2 separate regions of the Sus scrofa genome follow, and region 2 is linked to region 1. The links are chromatin contacts, called in public Hi-C maps. All regions are on one chromosome and are shown on one strand. Each heading gives the region's core, a stretch centred on a gene start, on an enhancer-like site or on the middle of the called end of the contact. The rest is flanking DNA. Distances are from core to core; before and after follow the strand shown. Region 1 holds the start of LOC110260476. Region 2 overlaps SYBU (syntabulin).

Region 1 (4,559 bases), core at 928-3,427:
TTATCTGAGTCATTTTCTAAACAGAAGTTGTGTCTCTGCTCTTTATTCTGTACTGATGGAGCCCTTAAGGTGTTATTAGAATTCACTCATTCAGGCATTCATTCATTTGATTATTATATATTGTGTGCCTTTGTGTCAGGACCTGTGCTAGGCACTGCTTACATCCCTGGTGAAGACAGACAAATAAGTAGGAAATTCTGATACAAGACTGTAACAGCTCTCCAGGGGGTGAATTAAATACAGGTGTCCTGGAAGTATGGGCCTATCTTGGGGGGTCAGAGGAGGTTTTGGAAGAAACTTTCTAAAATGAAACTTAGTGTATGCATCCCTAGGAGTTGAGGAGAATGGGTGGGTGGGGTGCAAGAAATGCTCTAGACAAAGGGACCAGAATGTGCCACAGTCTAGAGAAAACAAGAGCATGATGCCTCTGAGAACTACAAGTTCTGCAGTTTGAGGGTATCTATTTGTATGTGGTGGGGGAGTGGCAGAGGGATGGTGGATAGAGGATGTGTAGAGGTGGTGAGGGATGGGGGGTCTAGAAGAGCAAGAAATGAGATGGGAGAAATAAAGCCAGATCAAGAACAGCATTTGTGCCACTTTAAGGAATTTGAATATTACTTGGAGGACAACTGGGAAATCATTAATGAGTTTTAATGAAGAAGTATGGCATTTCAGAAAAGACTTGTGGAAAAATTACGGAACTGGCAAGAAAGGAATAAGAAGCAAGACTGGAAGAAAGGCAATTTTAGTAAGACCATTATTGCAATAATCCAGGATGTTTCTAGTTTAGACTCTCAATGAAGGTAATGCAGTCCAGCAGTGGACAGAAGTAATCAGATTCAAGACATTATTTCTACAGTAGCATGGAGTTCATTTGTAATTTCCGCCCTGTGAGGGCCATGTGAGGGCGGAAAAAGTCAAGAAAGACTTTGAGGTTCTGACTTGAAACCTTCATAGTGGCAGGGGTTTCTGTTGTTGGGTCCCCAGATTTTTTTATTCTCAGTTCTCAGAAGGGAACGCAGAAGCAGCTTAACAGTTTGACTTTAACAGTTCCCGCCTATCTACAGTATATGTCCTTGGGACATAATTTTCGAGCTAATAGATTGCAGGGGCCATCCTGGAACATCACTTTCCTGAAGCCCCTCTCTGAGATAGGGGTGGGTATAAAAGTATGAATTAATCACCTCTTCCCCCAAATAAAGAATCTTAAGATTACCAACTTCACACATTTTAGAGATCTGATTGAAAAGACATGAAGATGTATGGAATAAAATCTCTTTAGGGATATAGAGGAGGCAAATTGATTTCACCTCATCGTCTGATTTCAGGCTCTTTCTAAGATTCACACTGTACAATCCTATGTTTGAAATTTTAGGGCTCAGAAAAAAATGCTCTTTGGAGGACAGAATGAGATGGTGGTGTTCAAACTATTTTCAAGGATCATAGTCCTCCCATGTAGAACACTGAGTGTATTGATCAGACTGTTCCCTGTTCACGTTGCTGCTTAGATATTCTCCAATTCTGAAATAAAAGGCATCAAAGTTATTCATATAGAGTTTCCAGCCATTTGGAAAGTTTTGTTCCATCAGCTGGGTACAGCTGATTTGGGGGGGAAGTGGGGGGGTATTTGTTTTGTTTTCCTCATCTAATCCTCATAGCTACTCTTGAGGTATTATTATTTTTACCCCTCAAATTTAAGGAGGATAAATTTGAAGTCCAGAGAGGTCAAGAACTTTAGGTATAAAGGCACTCCCCTAGAAGGAAGTGAAGTGCTGCCTTGAACCGGTTTTCTGAGTTCAAGTGCAATGTTTCCAGAACCAGGGGCGGCTGCAGGTCAGAGCTGGAGAAAAGGCTGCTTTCGCTCTAAGCGGCCTGGCTTCCCAAGCCCACGGGAACCCGCCTCATTCTTTCCCTGCGGCGTTGCACTGCCAATGCCGAGCCCATCTGATGCAAATCCGCCACAGAGAATCGCAACCTTGGAGATCCCAGAACCCATATGCTGTGTCAGTCCTGCAGCATTGCTTGGCTGGGGTGTGGGCAGAGGGGGACCCGCCCAGTGTCTCTCTAGGGCGATAATTGTGGGGAGCTGTATGTTGACCTAAAACCGAAAGGGCATGGAGGGGCCGCGAGGGAGAAACTTTCCCTTTCTCCATTTTGGTTCTCAGTGATATCACAGCTTTAATGGGTTCTTCAATCCGACGTGCACCCCCTTCAAACCCGATACGAGGTGCCAGAAAAAGGGGTGTTGCGCATCTCCCGGCTGGAGATGTTCCGAGCCCCCGCCGGCCCCCTTTGGGTCTGTCCCAGAAGAGAGGGAGGGGCGCGCGGACCTGAGAGGGAAGTGCCCGCGGCAAAGTCGGGCTGACCCTGGGCACGGGGGTGCCTCCCCGGGGCTGGCAGGTAAGGGAAGTCCGGGAGAGTGGGCGGCGCCCGGGGAACGGCGGTGGCACCACGTGTCCGGCCGGGGCGGGGCGCCCGGGCGCGCCCTCGGAGCCAAGCGCGAACCGCGGCAGCGGCGGCGGCGCGTGAGCCCCGCAGCAGCCGCCGCCCGCAGCGCGCGCGGGCTCAGCGCAGTGTCCTGGCCCCGGTGCCCGCAGGTGCCTCCTCCTGGACGGCGGCAGCGGCGGCGCGAGGAGCCAGTGGGCTGCAGCGCGATGGGACCTCTTCGGGAGACCAAGGTAAGGAGGGCACGTCTTGCGGGTGCGGATGGCAGTGTCCGCCGATGTCAGAGGGAGAAGGAGGCGGGTCAGGTGAGAGCTGAAAAGGTTGGCGGACAGAGTTATGGTAGACGGGGACAAGGAGGTGCTGGGCACGATGAGAAGGCAGGGGAGCAGTTGCTCAGGTGATGAGACCTGGGAGATGGGGAGATGGTACTGGAGAAAAAGATTTGGAGGGTTGACAGTAGGATTAAAAAGATTAACTCTGGTGGGTTAATCCCATCCCCTGAAATTGGAGATTTCGGATCTAGCTCTCAATTGATGTTATCTGTGTGTGATGTGGATAAAAAGGATTTGATGTATTGGTGACTGAAAAATAAGGACTCCAGCATTGGTTCAGGGTCTGCCTTGTGCCAGCGGAGTGGCTGACGTGTGATACCTGCTGGGTGACCGATGTGCAGAACAAATCCAGAGGCTGGGTGCGGCTTGCGCCCCTGGATAGGGTGGATGCCTGAGCGACCGCAGGAGTTACCCGCGGCTGGGCTTTCCCTGCAATTTCTGCACTGCGAGGGCCTCCCAAAGCTGTTTGCTTTGGCAGCGACCCTTCCTGGTAAGCCGCGTGGAAATGAGCAGGAGGTCGTATTTCCAAATAGTGTTTGTTACCTAATCAGAAGCCCTTTTTCCTTTGCACAGGTTAGAGGGAGCAGTGGGTGGGTGGGTATGTGTGTGTGTGTGTGTGTGTGTGTGTGTGTGTGTGTGTGTGTGGTTTTTCTTCCTTTTTTCTTTCTTTCTTTCTTTTCTTTTCTTTTTTTTTTTTTTTTTGCCAAGAGCTCCTCCTAAGAATCCATTTTAATAAGGAAGGGTGGTGGTGACCCCAAAAAGCACCAGACTTCTGGCCTGTTCTGCTTCTAGATGATGTGCAGCAGTCTTGGCTAAGCATCTTTAGCTCTTTTATCTTCAGTTTCCTCATCTATAAATAGGGACACAAATTAGTGTCCTCTCTATGGCCTGGGTTGTAAAAATTAAACAAGGTAATGGTTGGGAATGCACTTTAAAAATTGAAAAATATGGACAAAATATTACTTTTTTAACATTTTTTAAAAGCCAAAGCATGGCCCTCTGCATTTAATACTGTGTTTTAAAGGAGAGAGAGAGAAAAAACAATCTCTTCATATGGGTGTCCTATAAGGAAAACAAAAGCTAAACATGATGTGAAAGGTGGAGCCATCTTACCGGGTATTGGATTTTTGTTTGCTTTTCTGTTGGCAACAAGCCTGTGTACCAGGATATTAATGAATAATTAAGATCCTGGCCAGAAGAGGGGGGATTTGAAAGATAAGACTGCATGATCTCTCAGAAAAGAATTGTTCCAGGTATATGGGTTTACTTTGTGAGGAGACAGGAAAGCAGAAGTCAAAATGTCACAGCTAATTCAGGGAAAGCAAAATGGAAGTCTGGAGGAAACCAAGTAATAAGCCGGAATATTCTGTGAGTTATAAAGAGCCTTTGGAAAACTGAACACTTGAATGCGGTAAGTGAAGCCAGAGCAGGAAGGTGAGTTAGGAAATGCCTGAGAGAACGAATAGCCTTTCTGTTAGTGGCTGGAAGAGTGTGTGTGGGAGGGTGTGGGTGTGTGTGGGGGTGTGGGTATGAGGGTCTGTGTGTGTGTGTTACATCCGTGCTTTAATAAATAGGAGAATTAGCTCTCAGTGGAAGAGTTTTTGACCTCATTTTAGCATCTGAAACAAGGACTACTCTGAAGATTCAATATTCAGAAATGTGATTTCTTAGAAGCTAAGCCCAAAACGAGCAGACTGGAGTTCAGAGGGGGCAACAGGTATCCTTTTGTTTTCTTTCTGATGTCCAATTTGGAGAAGGAGCAGAGAGTGCAGCATCACGAAA
Region 2 (4,613 bases), core at 1,669-4,168, 61 kb after region 1:
CTAATTTCAGTACAAAATTATTCACTTCTACATACTTTAAATTTCAACCTGTTTTTAAGTGTATATATATGCATATATATGGGAGTTCCCATTGTGGCTCAGCAGGTTAAGAATTCGACTAGCATCCATGAGGATGCTGGTTGGATCACTGGCCTCACTCAGTGGGTTAAGGATCCGGTGTTACCACAAGCTATGGCATAGGCCACAGATGCAGCTCAGATCCTGTGTGGCTGTGGCTGTGATGTAGTTTGGTAGCTGCAGCTCTGACTCGACCCCTAGCCTGGGAACTTTCATATGCCACAGGTACAGCCCAAAAAAGCAAATAAATAAATATATATACACACACACACGCATATACATATATACTCATATGCTTTTAAATGTGTATATATATGCTTTTACAGCAGCTCCATAAGAACATCAATCAGAATGAAGGTAAATCCTTTCTGAAATTATAATAAAAATAGAAATGTTATTTACAGTTTTTCAAGACTTATGTTCTGATGTGTAAGAAAAAAAATTCATATATATATATATATCTCCCATTCAGTTTACTGATCTTTTGATAAACTAGTCCCTTTCTTTCTTTTTTTTTTTTTTTTTTTTTTTTTTTTTTTTTTTTTTTTGTCTTTTTTGCCATTTCTAGGGCCGCTCCCGTGGCATATGGAGGTTCTCAGGCTAGGGGTCGAATTGGAGCTGTAGCCACCAGCCTACGCCAGAGCCACAGCAACTCAGGATTGGAGCCATGTCTGTGACCTACACCACAGCTCACGGCAACGCCAGGTCCTTAACCCACTGAGCAAGGCCAGGGATCGAACCCACAACATCGTGGTTCCTAGTCGGATTCGTTAACCACTGAGCCACGACAGGAACTCCCAAACTATTCCCTTTCTGAAATAAACACCAAGAGGGGTTCTGGGAACAGTTTTCAAAAACTAAAATAAAACTCCTCTTTAGGCTGTGAAGCATTTCATGGATTCCTAGGCTGGGCCCGCAAAGGTTTACAAACCAAGAGTCAGTGCTACTGAACGTACCTAGGAGTCGCTGCTTTTAAGAGTGTCTTCTGTAATTACATGTGTCCACTGTTCCAGCTGTTCCTTAATAGGGCTGCTTGGCTTCAGTGAAAATGGCTCCTCTCTCCTCCCTGGAGACCTTTAAATAAAAGATCTGAGATCTGTGTGTGGGGACGCAGGGATGGGAGGATGAATTGATGCAGAACTGTTGTTTTGTTTTTTTTTTTTAATTTGTTGCTTCTATTTGAAGTGAGGATATAGGTGGCCAACCCGAATTAATTTGATAGCTTTGTGGTGACAAAGAATAACGGATGGCTTGGAGTTGCTTAAATAAGTGGTTTAGGATGGCTTAATACAGCTTACAAGATATCAGGATGGCTTTGTTCTCAGAGGCCTGAGATGTTCTGATGTATGAGGATGCCACAGTCTCCTGAAAGCAGGCAAAAATAATAACGTCCTAAGAGACTGGATTGCAGGCAGTGTTTTTTTTTTTTTTAATACGTCTATTTAGCAGTTTTTGCCCATCTTCTTTTTGTGTCCATTTTCCTCTCTTTCTCTAATTCCCGGCCTTACCATCACATGCACAGAATGCTTATCACCCTGAGGTTACGAATGAAATTAAGGCCTCTCCAGAGAACCCAGGAATTCTACCAAAGAAAAAAACCTCCAGAGCGTCCAGAGGCCAGTGAGAACAGCTTCTTGATAGTTGGAAAATGCCTTCTGCTGCAGGGTGTGTGATCACCAAGACGTGGGCATCAGGAAGTATCTTAAAGGTCACCAAGTTCATTCTCCCAGTTCAGTCCTGGAATCCCTCTCCACCAGCCCCAGCAGCTGATTGAAGATAGAATTGATGAGGATGACCTGGAGATGCACATTTTTAAGCTCCCTTCAGCTTTTCAAGCACAGCTCTTCAATGGCCAAATACCGTTCCCTGTGTTCCATTGAAGCATCCCCTATGACATCTAGAGTCCGGTGTCTACACACAAGCAGCCGGGTGGGCACTTTCTTGACTACAAAAACTGCCTTAGGCTAGTGCCATCCAAAAAAAATCCCTGTGGAAAATACTTTAGAAGTCTTAAAATGAGTATATATTTTGGCTTAAATAGTCTACTTTTAGGAATTGATTCTGAGGAATTAAGCAGACAGGGATAGAAATGTGTATGTCTGAGAAGATCCGTTAACCTGTGTTTAAGGACATAGACTCTGGGGTCAGATGGCTTGGTTCGTCTTGGCTCCACTTCTTAGTTGTGTCCCCTGTGTACGTCCCTCAACTTCTCCACCTGATCCGTAAAAGGGACTCATAGGTTCTGTCCTATTGTGGGAAATAAATGAGTTAATATGTAAAAGATGCTCAGGATGGTTTCTGGCATATAGCGTTTGTTACTAATAATAGAAAACTGGATGTGGCCTACATATTCCTTGATATAATAAAACAAAATGGGCCATGTTTTAAAGATATTCACATATTTTTTAATATTAGCTTACATAATAATATTTTACATATGAATGCTAAATAGTTATATACCAAAAGGTTATTTTTTTGGTGGTGGAATTAAGGACTACATTTTCCCCTCTGGATCATTGCTGTTTTTTAAAATTTTCCACAAAGGAAATATATTGTATAATAAAAGTTATCTTTTTAAACCCTTGCAGAATAATAACAGCTAACATGTATTGAGAGCTTATAACGGATCAGGTATTTTTCTAAGAGGGTAGATGGATCTTCATTGCTTGTAGTAACCCTGTGAGGCAGGTGCTATGATCATCATATCCTTTCACCGATGAAGAAACAGAGGCACAGAAAAGTGAAGTAATGTGCCTATGTCCTCCAGCTAGTAAGAAGTAGATGCGGCATGTGAACCCGGGCTGACTCAGGGCTTATGTTTTTCGGTTAGGAAATCTCTGTGTGTGATATTTGTAACCCAAAAGAGCATTGAACTCCAGCACCCACAACAATCACCCAGTCACATACACTGTTTAAAGGAAATACCTAAAGGGTGCCTCTCCTTCCTTCTATCTTCATTGCCAGCTGATGGATGAAAAACAGGGGATTTTCAGGTCTCCAGCCTTCCTTTTAGTTATCTTGCTTAGTAAATGGGGAGAACATATTCAGATGACCTAGTAAAACTGACTTTTCTATGTTCCCCTTAGAAAGAGTGCATTGACTTTACATTGCAATAACCAAACTCAAATAGTCCTGAATGCAGTTGCCGGGGGTCCTGAATGAGTGTCTCAGTCTCTCTCAGAAGCGCAGAAGAGAAGCTCGAAAAGTACAGGAACAAAGTGACCTTAGGTCGTGCAAACAATTGAGTCAATATATTGAGTTCCAGTAGCAATAAAGTTTAGAACAAAGTTGCCCCCTCAGTTCAGGGTACATAGTTATTGCAGTTTAAAGGCTCCATGAGGTAACAATGGATTTTCAGCAATTGTCTGTTTCTCTTCTACAATTTCCATTTGTACACAGGCAGTTAAATTGTAATCGGGGTTCCACATACCTTTTAAAGAAAGAAAATTGGGTGTTTCAGAGTAATAAATTTACATTAGAAAATAATGTTATACCTGGTGGCTGCAGCCACAGAATCTATATATAAGAATCATCTGCCTTTAATAACCAAACCCTTAATTCACTAGCAGTTAGGGCTGGTTGAAGTAGGCTGTCAGGACTGGTGTGTTCCTGGATAGCACTACCAGTCACGAGTCCTGGAGACTATTAAATACTACAGCTTGGCCACTGTATTACTCAGAGGCAGCAAATGAAATTCGGGGGGCTTCTAGGAGTTCATTACATCATTAGACAAAGGCTCTTGAATCCAGGAGGAATAGCCATTCCCAGTCCTGATAAATTGCTGCCTTAATCCTCCCAGAATTCTGCTGGGATTTGAGATTCACTGCTGTCATCTGTGCTAAGGGATCATTCTTGATCTCTTTCCCAGAAGAGGCTGAACTTCCTGAGAGGTCCTGGAAGCTGAGGAAGGGATATTTCTCTCTCTGCCTTGCTGTTGCTTACCTTCTCCTCCTCCTCCAGCAAAACTAATACATCCCGTCAGAGAGAGCATCTGTTCACCAGTGGGCTGGTCTTGCTGCATCTTGTCCTGATGGCTCCTCCTGGCTGTGAGGGAAACAGTAGTTTATTCAGGAACCTCTCCTGCCCCCGCTTCTTCCTGTTGCCTTTCTGAGGAGATGTTATCGCAGAAATAGAAGGGGAATTTGGTCCTGGACAGGACTCAGCTACCCACAAGCCTTGGATGAATAAATCAGCTTTGGTTTCCTCAATAGTATAACAGTGAGATTAATATCTGCCTTACAAAGTTGTCAGGATTAACGGATACTGAGAACAGAAAGAGCCTTGAACAGGGCCTAGAACCTAGTAAGCACGCCATAAGGGGTTATCATCAATAGATGATGACAGTTGCTGTCCACTGCTTGTTAGAAACTCAAGGGATTTAGATTAGTCATATATTTCAACTCAGACATGTGATCTGGCTCTGGCTTCTAGGGCAGAAGAGTCACAAATCATGTTGTAGGAATTGAGAAGTAAGGTCAAATAAAATTGGGTACCTAGATAGATTTTCCAAAAGCATCTGGAAATTTCTAAAAAAA

The links. A called contact is a pair of places that touch in the nucleus more often than the background predicts.
Region 2: a contact with region 1 is called in a Hi-C map of liver, with 4 times the contacts expected there. The contact joins the enhancer-like site here to the promoter of LOC110260476 in region 1. A contact is called at or near these places in 3 of 5 promoter capture datasets (fetal liver and liver), 8 of 47 Hi-C or Micro-C datasets (brain, embryonic fibroblasts, liver and 1 more) and 1 of 2 datasets of contacts at active chromatin or transcription factors (skeletal muscle).

The regions. Positions count from the first base shown.
Region 1 is chr4:27,896,780-27,901,338 of Sscrofa11.1, forward strand. It overlaps LOC110260476, which reads right to left and starts at 2,178. Exons shown (of 2, transcript XM_021090801.1): 1 at 2,022-2,178; 2 at 701-2,019. The coding sequence starts at 2,178. The coding sequence ends at 1,835. SYBU (syntabulin) reads left to right here and starts at 2,485. Exons shown (of 9, transcript XM_021089009.1): 1 at 2,485-2,678; 2 at 4,532-4,559. The coding sequence starts at 2,655.
Region 2 is chr4:27,956,618-27,961,230 of Sscrofa11.1, forward strand. All of the region lies in intron 4 of SYBU (syntabulin), which reads left to right. Among named protein-coding and RNA genes, the nearest start is that of EBAG9, 55 kb to the right of the region's middle. Within about 2 kb of position 2,919, at least 9 of the 83 cell types and tissues checked have an H3K27ac peak or open chromatin away from gene starts, as enhancers often do. A contact at or near this core is called in fetal liver, liver and skeletal muscle, where this site is marked.